Regions from separate parts of the Callithrix jacchus genome. Here region 2 is linked to region 1. The links are chromatin contacts, called in public Hi-C maps. All regions are on one chromosome and are shown on one strand. The core of a region is the stretch at or near the end of the contact, and the rest is flanking DNA. Distances in the headings are between cores, read along the strand shown. Region 1 has its middle 21 kb from the start of GRB2. Region 2 holds the start of CASKIN2 (CASK interacting protein 2).

Region 1 (4,219 bases), core at 575-3,074:
CACCTGTAATCCCAGCACTTTGGAAGGCCGAGGTGGCTGGATAACTTGAGGCCAGGAGTTTGAGATCAGCCTGGCCAACATGATGAAACCCCATGTCTACTAAAAATACAAAAATTAGCCAGATGTGGTGGCACATGCCTGTAATCCCAGCTCCTTGGGAGGCTGAGGCATGAGAATCGCTTGAACCCAGGAGGTAGAGGTTGCAGTGAGGCGAGATCATGCCACTGCACTCCAGCCTAGGCGACAGAGCAAGACTCTATCTCAAAAAAAAAAAAAAAAAAAAGAAGAAATTAAACACAAATAGAAGATGAAAGAACTTGAATGGGCTTTTATTTAGTATTAAGGGGACAAGGGCTTAGTGAACGTCTCAAAGTACAAAGTGCGATGAAATACAACCACTGTTGTTCTCCCTATTTATTGGAAACCAGAAGAATTCTAGCATAGCAAATTCAGGTTAGATCCAAGTGGGACCTTTTTGATTTTTTTTTTTAAGAGAAAAATTTACCTTTTTTATTAGTGGTATGCTTGCCTTCTTGGAAAATCTAAGCAAATCACTTAGAAAACTGTAAAACAGTAAAGTGGGCCAGTTTCAAAACATCTACATGAAATAAAATAGATACATTAACAGACATAAATACGTCTCTGTATACTCCTGTATGCACTGGAAATAGTCATTTGTATTCCAGGAATAAATCCACTTGGTCATGGTGTATAATTCTTTTAATATACTCTTATATTCAGTTTATTTGTATTTTTAAAAGATTTTTGCATCAGTATTCAGCAGATATTGGTCTGTAGTTTTATATTCTGTTAGTGTCTTTGGCTTTGATATTCGGGTAGCACTGGTCTTATAAGATGAATTTGGAAGTATTTCTTCCTCTTCAATTTTTTGGGGACAGTTTATGAATGATTGGTGTTCATTTTTCTTTAAATGTTTGAAAGAATTCACTAGTGAAGCCATATGGTCCTGGATTTTCTTTTTTGGGAGGTTTTAATTACTGTTTTAATATATTCAGATTTCCTATTTCCCCATGATTCAGTCCTGGTCAATTGTGTGTTTCTAGGAATATAAAAAATGGGACTTTTTGACATAAGAGTTAAATACTGGAATGTGTTACTGAGGTTGCAGAATGTCTTTCAGTTGAGGTGATTAGATACCTGTTTGTTTGGTAGAAGGTCAGAGACAAGGCAATAAACTCTCTAAATATATTTAATATATCATATCTAAGCTCTGTAAATCCATAATAATACATAGTGGCCAGACATGGAGGCTCATGCCTGAAATCCCAGCACTTTGGGAGGCAGGGGTGGGAGGATCGCTTGAGCCCAGGAGTTTGAGACCAGCCTGGGCAACGTGGCGAAACCCTGTCTCTACATAAAGTAGAAAAATTAGCTAGGCATGGTGGTGCCTGTGGTCCTAGCTACTTGGGAGGCCAAAGTTGGAGGATCATTTGAGCCCAGGAGGCGGAGGTTTCAGTGAGCCAAGATCATGTCACTGGACTCCAGCCTGGGTGATAAAGTGAGAACCTGCCTCAAAAAATAAAGAAATAAATATAGTTACTCTATTAACAGCGTGGCACAAGTGGCCCTGTTTATCCAATAAACAGGTGTGCCTAGGACTTCAGTGAGTTTAAATTGGTCAAGTCGATCGTAGATAAATATAAGATCTGTACATTTTACAGAACAGAAGCTGGACTCCAGCAGCCAGCAGGAGAATGCAGGAAGGAATCCTTGCTCTTTTCACATAGCCTCTGATCATTGTCTCTTCTAACCTGTCCTTGGGACCCTCTAGCAGCTGAAGGCAAAGCTATGTGACCCCAAGTATGTCTGTCCAGGAGGGAAGAAAATAATCTAAACCCTAGGGGAATGTGAGTAATGTGGGCTCGGCAAACGGGGAATGCAGGGAATGAGACCACAGTCCGCAGTGCAGATATCCAAGCCTGGCTCGCCCAGCCCGGATATCCTTCATGAAAGATGAAGCAAGGTGGCTCCTGGAGAGGGACTTTCTGCTTGGGGAGCTGTCAATTCTGCTTCTGAATCATATTGCTTTTCTGAGCCTATGTGTCTTAATATAGCTAGAAAGACTTCATCCAGTCTGGCTCAGGCTGCAGAGAACTAAATATGTTGTCAAAATACTCCTGAAACTCAGGGTCCAACAAGACCACACAGGCAGCTGTCTTTATTATCACACTGCTCTTCCTAATACTTAGCAAAATATTTGTGAGAATGCTCCCATCGCGGTACTCTTCGACATGAATTTCCCTGGGAGGTAGTTTTTTAACTCAAAGAGAAATTCTGGGAGGATACTCATATATTAGTTGCCTCAGAGGAGGAAATCCAAGAGGTAGGAGACAAGGGTGGGAGAGAGACATATTTTTCACTGTATACCTCTTTATGTCTTCTGAATTTTTTTCTTTTTTTTTTGAGATGGAGTTTCGCTGTTGTTACCCAGACTGGAGTGCAATGGCACGATCTCAGCTCACCGCAACCTCTGCTTTCTGGGTTCAAGCAATTCTCCTGCCTCAGCCTCCCGAGTAGCTGGGACTACAGGGGCACACCACCATGCCCAGCTAATTTTTATATTTTTGGTAGAGACGGAGTTTCACTTTGTTGACCAGGATGGTCTTGATCTCTTGACCTCATGATCCACCCGCCTAGACCTCCCAAAGTGCTGGGACTATAGGCGTGAGCCACTGCGCCTGGCCTGAATTTTTTTTTTGAAGACGGGGTTTCACCATATTGGTCAGGCTGGTCTCGAACTCCTGACCTCAGGTGATCCACCCACCTCAGCCTCCCACAGTGCTGGGATTACAGGTGTGAGCAACCTCGCCCAGCCTGAATTTTTTTTTTTTTTTAAGATGGAGTCTTGCTCTGTCACCCAGGCTGGAGTGCAGTGGTATTATCTCAGCTCACTACAACCTCCACCTCTCAGATCCAAGTGATTCTCCTGCTTCAGCCTCCTCGGTAGTTGGGATTATGGGCATGCACCACCACGCCTGGCTAATTTTTGTATTTTTATAGAGACGGGGTTTCACCATGTTGGCCAGGCTGGTCTCCAACTCCTGACTTCAGGTAATCCGCCTACCTCAGTCTCCTGAAGTGCAAGGATTACAGGCATGAGCCACTGTGCCCGGCCATCTTTTGAATTTTTTATGTGTATGTATTACCTATTCCAAAATAAATTTTATTTATTTGAGACAGGATCTCGCTCTGTTGCCTGGGCTGGAGTGCAGTGGCGAAGTCATGGCTCACTGTAGTCTCCGCATCCTAGGCTCAAGTGATCCTCCTACCTCAGCCTCTGAGTAGGTGGAACTACAGGTATGCACCACCACACCCCGATAATTTTTTAACTGTTTGTACAGACAGGGTCTCACTATATTGCCCGAGGTGATCTCAAGCATGGGCTCAAGCAATCCTCTTGCCTTGGCCTCCCAAAGTGCTGGGATTATAGGTGTGAGTTACCGCACCCGGGCTCCAAAATAAATTTTATTTTATTATTTTTTATTTACTTATGTTTTTTGAGGCAGAGTCTTGCTCTGTAGCCCAGGCTGGTGTGATCTTGGCTCACTGCAGCCTCCGCCTCCCTTGTTCAAGCCATTCTTATGCCTCAGTTCGTAGTCCGAGTAGCTGGGATTACAGGTGTGTGCCACCACACCCGGCTAATTTTTGTTTTTTTTAGTAGAGACAGAATTTCGCCATGTTGCCCAGGCTGGTCTCAAACTCCTGAGCTCAAGTGATCCACCTGCCTTGGCTTCCCAAAGTACTGAGATTACAGGCATGAGACACAGTTCCTGGCTTTCCAAAATAATTTTAAACATAAGGCTTATAAAATGCTGTGTGCAATTTAACTTAGCTCCTTCTCTTCCAATTAAGGGGTTTATTTCCCTCTCTTTTTCAGCTCTGTGTTTAACTAACCATCACAATGACTTCATCTACGTTTTACCACTTACTTCACATCTGCTCATGATCTCATTTAACAAGCCAACGAGAAAGTTCCATCATTATTCAAATTCTACAGACGAGGAAACTGAGGTTTAGAAAGAAGTCCCTTTGTCAGTTAAGTATCAGATCTAGAATTCAAACTTGGGTCTGTCTGACTAGCCACAGCTTGTGACCCCCACACCTTCTGCCTCAGTAGTTGTAAGAACACTGAAGAAAACTGCATCAAACACATTAGAAACTTTCTCACATGTTCCTTAGTCAACCAATTTCCTGGCTG
Region 2 (4,219 bases), core at 897-3,396, 87 kb after region 1:
AATGGCTTAAATCCAGAAGTTGGAGGTTCCAGTGAGCCAAGATCATGCCACTACACTCCAGCCTGGGTGACAAGCAATAGGCACTCAATAACAACGTGAATGAATGTACTTCAACCCTCTCATTTTTCAAGCAAGGAAACTGCAGCCCAGAGAGGTTAAGTGACTTGCCTAAGGACACACAGCAAGGGGAACCCAACTTTCTCTCTGGCTCTCACACACAGAGGTCCTTCTTATTGAGAACAAGACAGTCCACCCTCCTCAAGTATGCAGATCACAGTGACCCACCCCCATGCCCCAAACCTCTGTGACTTGAACACTCAGAGGGCCTCAGCTAGATGCTCACCCCACCAAGCACTCACTTGTCTTTGTGGCCTTGACCTTAGCCACCAGTTTCTGCACACCGGTCACATCTCCATTCTTGACAGCGAGGATCAGGTCCTGTTCACGACCCATCCTGGCTCCTGGTCTGAGCTCTGCGCTCAGGAGTCCAGGGCAAAGGCAGGCAAGGGTCCAAGCTGGGGTGTCAGGGCACCATGCCGCAGCTCCTTGGAGGGCTCCCGGTTCTGGGGGAGCAAGTGTGGTGTCCCAGGCAGCGGGCTCCTCGTCAGGTGCTGAGGGACACTCCCAAAGGTGCTATGTGAACTGCCACCACAGGAAGGAAAGCCAATCTTTGTGGGGGTGGAGGTTACGTGGAAATCTGGATGGATATCAGCTTGTGGCTTCCGACAGCTCCAGGATGGGCCGGGACCGGGCACACCAATCTTCCCGGCTTGGCTGGGGAACACCAGTGCCCACCCAGAGAGCAGCCAGCATTCCCTTGGGCCTCAGGCAGCACGGGTCCCAGGGGTCTGGAAAAGGGGCAGTGTGTCTGTTGAATGCTGGGCCACAGCCTGGAAGGCTTCCAGAAGCGGGGTGCAGAGGATGAGCAGGACAGGACCTTAAGGAAGCCCCAAAGCCCCTCTGGCTCCACTCAGAGTTGATGGAGAAGCTGAGCCACTTCAAGTTCGGAGGAAGCTGCCATGCTTGAGAGGAGTATTGGTGGGGGGGAGGTGGCATTCTGGGAGGGGGAGGCTGAGTCACTGGGGCCCCAGGGCACCTGGCAGTACCTCAACCTTGGGCAGGAGGGGCCCTGGCAGCATGACATACTGGGGCAGGCCGGGCCAGCAGCCTGTTCTCCACGGCCCGAGGCTCCGACACCCACAGACAACTGGCGGGCCAGGAGGTGGGGCCGGGAGGGTCAGACACAGGCAGGCGGGCAGGGGTCACTCCCTGTCAAAGGCGCCAACCCCCGGACTCCTCCCTACGGAGGAGTAAAGGCTGAATGCCCTAGCCCTAGGGCTCATTGTGAACGGAGGGCATGAAGTGCTTCTGGCCCCCCGTTTCTGGGGGCTCTGCTGGAGAGCGAAGCTCACAGCACCTGTTGCTGACCTGTCCTCGCCCCTTGTGTCGGGTGGAGGAGCAGCTGGGCAACGAACACAGAGCTGGGGCACGGCTGATAAACGGGCTCCCAAGCCCCCCAGGCCTGAACCTGAAGCCCAAACCCTGGACTCCACTGCAAAGAAGCTTACGTCAGTTTCTCGGTGGCAGCGAATTTGTTGCCAAAGTCTTGTGGCATGAGATCCTCGCAGGCCTGGGGCCCTAGCCGGGAACCCCTCAGTCCCCAAATGTCCCAAGCCCAGCCCAGGGGCACTCCCACTCGGGGACCGTTGCCGACACAGGCGGAGGGCGCCCTTGGCAGTGCCTGGGGTCGGGCTGGCTCCCCCGCCCCCCGGAATGTCCCTCCAGCGCCGCGCAACCCCCCAGCCCAGCCCAGCCCAGCCCAGGCCCACCCGGGGAACAAAGCGGCGGGAGAAGCCGGGCGGGCCAAGCCCCGAGGTATAAACGCGGAGGATGGAAAAAGGGGCGCGAGGAGGGCGGAAGGAGCGGGGAAGTGGAGGCGCCCGCGAATCCCGCAAGGAAAGTTAGTTTGCGCCCGCCCCCAGGGCCGCTGACCCCCAGCGCGGGCCTCACCTTTCCCGGCCGCCCGCCGGGGTCCGGCTGGCCCTGCTCGGTCCCTGGCACTCAGGACGGTGGCTCCCACACCCCCCCGCCCCGCTTTCTCCTTCTCCTTTTCCAAGGCCGGCTCGGCGCCTCCCGCAGGAAATCCCGCCCCTCCCCCCTCCCTCCCGCCGGATCGGGAGCGGAGGGACCGTCCCGGCCGCGCAGTAAGGCTGTCAGTCACCTGCGGCGGCTCCGCCCCCATCCGTGCCAGGTCCCGCCCCCATTTTCGTCCGCCCGCACCGGGGGCGCTGACCGGATCAGCGCATGCGCCCAGGTAAAAGGGAGAGGCGGCGGGTGGTGGAGCTGGGGCCCTGGAGTTAGACTCAAGGGCGAGACACTCCGGGTCAGACTGGTGGGAGAGAAGACGTAAGGTGAAGGGGGTTGGCAACCAAAACGCGGGATCCCACTTGCAGTACTCTCCGCCCGCGGCCGGTGTCGTCCACCCGTGGCTGCTGGCCGGGCAATAGCACCACCTAGCGGACGGCGCCCGAGCGGCCCGCGGGGGGCGGCGCGGGGACCCCAGCCTCTAGGAGGCGCTCGTGCCGGGCGGAGGTGGCGCTTCAGCACCGTCGCGTGCCGGACAGCGCCTCCCGCCCTTGCCCCTTGAAACCTGGCTTCCCAGCTCAGCCGGAGGGACCCGACGGAAGATCCCGAAGGAATGGCAAACCTCCCCGGACCACTCCTGACAGTCCCCGGGTGTCCTTTGGCCTGCAAAGTCGGAATTTGCGCACCCTCTGCTCGCCCTTCTGCCCTTCTTGCCCAGCCCGGACGGTGGGGACTAAGCAGCGCGGGGCTGCACAGGGGCGGTAACACGTGTGACCATTCGTACTGCCCTCCCAGCCTCCGGCTCCTGAGGCTTTACTGGAGAGAAGCCCCGAGGAGGGCTGGGAAGAGGAGAAGGGAATCCTGCACCTCCAGCAACCTGCGGGCTGAGCTCCGAGCCTCGGCGTCGGGGCGCGTGCCTCAGTGCGGGCACTAGGACCCGGGACAGTCAGGAGGGCGCCGAGCGGGCGGGGAAAGGGGCGGGCTGCCGCGGCGGCACGGATCGGCGGGCGCTAGGGCAGCGCGGAGCTCCAGTGGTGGGCGGGGCGTGGCAGCGCGCGCAGCGGCAGGCGGCGGCGGGATGGAGCCTGAGCGCGAGCCCGAACCCCAGCCGGCGGCAGTGGAGGTTCCTGCGGGACGCGTGCTCAGGTGCGGCGCAGCGCGGCCCGGCCCGAGGGGGATGTGCGGGGGAGGGCGCTAGACCAGCGCGGGTAGGAAAACCAGCTCCCAGACCGGGCCGAGCGGCCCCCGATGGGTGGCGCTGATCCTGAGTCCCCTTTTCCCACAGCGCCCGGGAGCTCTTTGCCGCCCGCTCGCGGTCGCAGAAGCTGCCCCAGCGCTCGCATGGCCCCAAGGACTTTCTGCCCGACGGCTCCGCGGCCCAAGCCGAGCGGCTGCGCAGGTGCCGGGAGGATCTCTGGCAGCTGCTGGCGGAGCAGCGCGTAGAGCGCCTGTGAGAGGGGCGGGCCCGGGGAATGGGAGGAGCAGGGGCGGAGACGGGCCGCGGGAACCTCCCGCGTGAACTGACGCGGACCCTTCCCCACTCCTCGCCAGGGGCAGCTTGGTGGCTGCCGAGTGGAGGCCGGAAGAGGGCTTCGTGGAGTTGAAGTCTCCTGCGGTGAGCGGCGGGCTCCAAGCTCGGGAACCGCCTTCCCTGCCCTCCTCCCTCCCCTGTGACACTTGCTCTGGGCCCCACACAGGGCAAATTCTGGCAGACCATGGGCTTCTCAGAGCAGGGCCGGCAGCGGCTTCACCCGGAAGAGGCCTTATATCTCCTGGAGTGTGTGAGTGGGGCCCGGGAAGGGGTGGGGACCGAAGAATGGGAAGGACACGTTTTATCGGAGAAAAAGCACACACAACCCGGTCTTTAGTGAACGGATAACCGAACTTCTAGAGCAGGAGGTAGTACTTTGCAGGGAGCAGGGATTCCAGTCCAAATTAGTGACGCTGCTTCGCTTTTCTGGTTGGCCACATTTTTGATGTGCTGCTGGGAGGTAGGGGGGGAGGTTTCAGAGCCAGGAAGTTGCCCCACTAGTTTGTGGCAATGCAGAGAGGGCTCATAAGCTGAGCTGTTGGCCCCACTTCCAGGGCTCCATCCAACTCTTCCACCAAGACCTGCCACTGTCTATCCAGGAAG

The links. A called contact is a pair of places that touch in the nucleus more often than the background predicts.
Region 2: a contact with region 1 is called in a Hi-C map of skeletal muscle, with 6 times the contacts expected there. The contact joins the promoter of CASKIN2 here to the enhancer-like site in region 1. A contact is called at or near these places in 2 of 3 Hi-C or Micro-C datasets (both in skeletal muscle).

The regions. Positions count from the first base shown.
Region 1 is chr5:131,325,602-131,329,820 of calJac240_pri, forward strand. No RefSeq gene overlaps it. Among named protein-coding and RNA genes, the nearest start is that of GRB2, 21 kb to the left of the region's middle. Within about 2 kb of position 1,825, at least 1 of the 16 cell types and tissues checked has an H3K27ac peak or open chromatin away from gene starts, as enhancers often do. A contact at or near this core is called in skeletal muscle, where this site is marked.
Region 2 is chr5:131,412,265-131,416,483 of calJac240_pri, forward strand. It overlaps CASKIN2 (CASK interacting protein 2), which reads right to left and starts at 2,147. Exons shown (of 21, transcript XM_054256492.2): 1 at 2,011-2,147; 2 at 360-848; 3 at 1-62. It overlaps TSEN54 (tRNA splicing endonuclease subunit 54), which reads left to right and starts at 3,116. Exons shown (of 10, transcript XR_013535991.1): 1 at 3,116-3,231; 2 at 3,371-3,535; 3 at 3,637-3,700; 4 at 3,783-3,866; 5 at 4,171-4,219.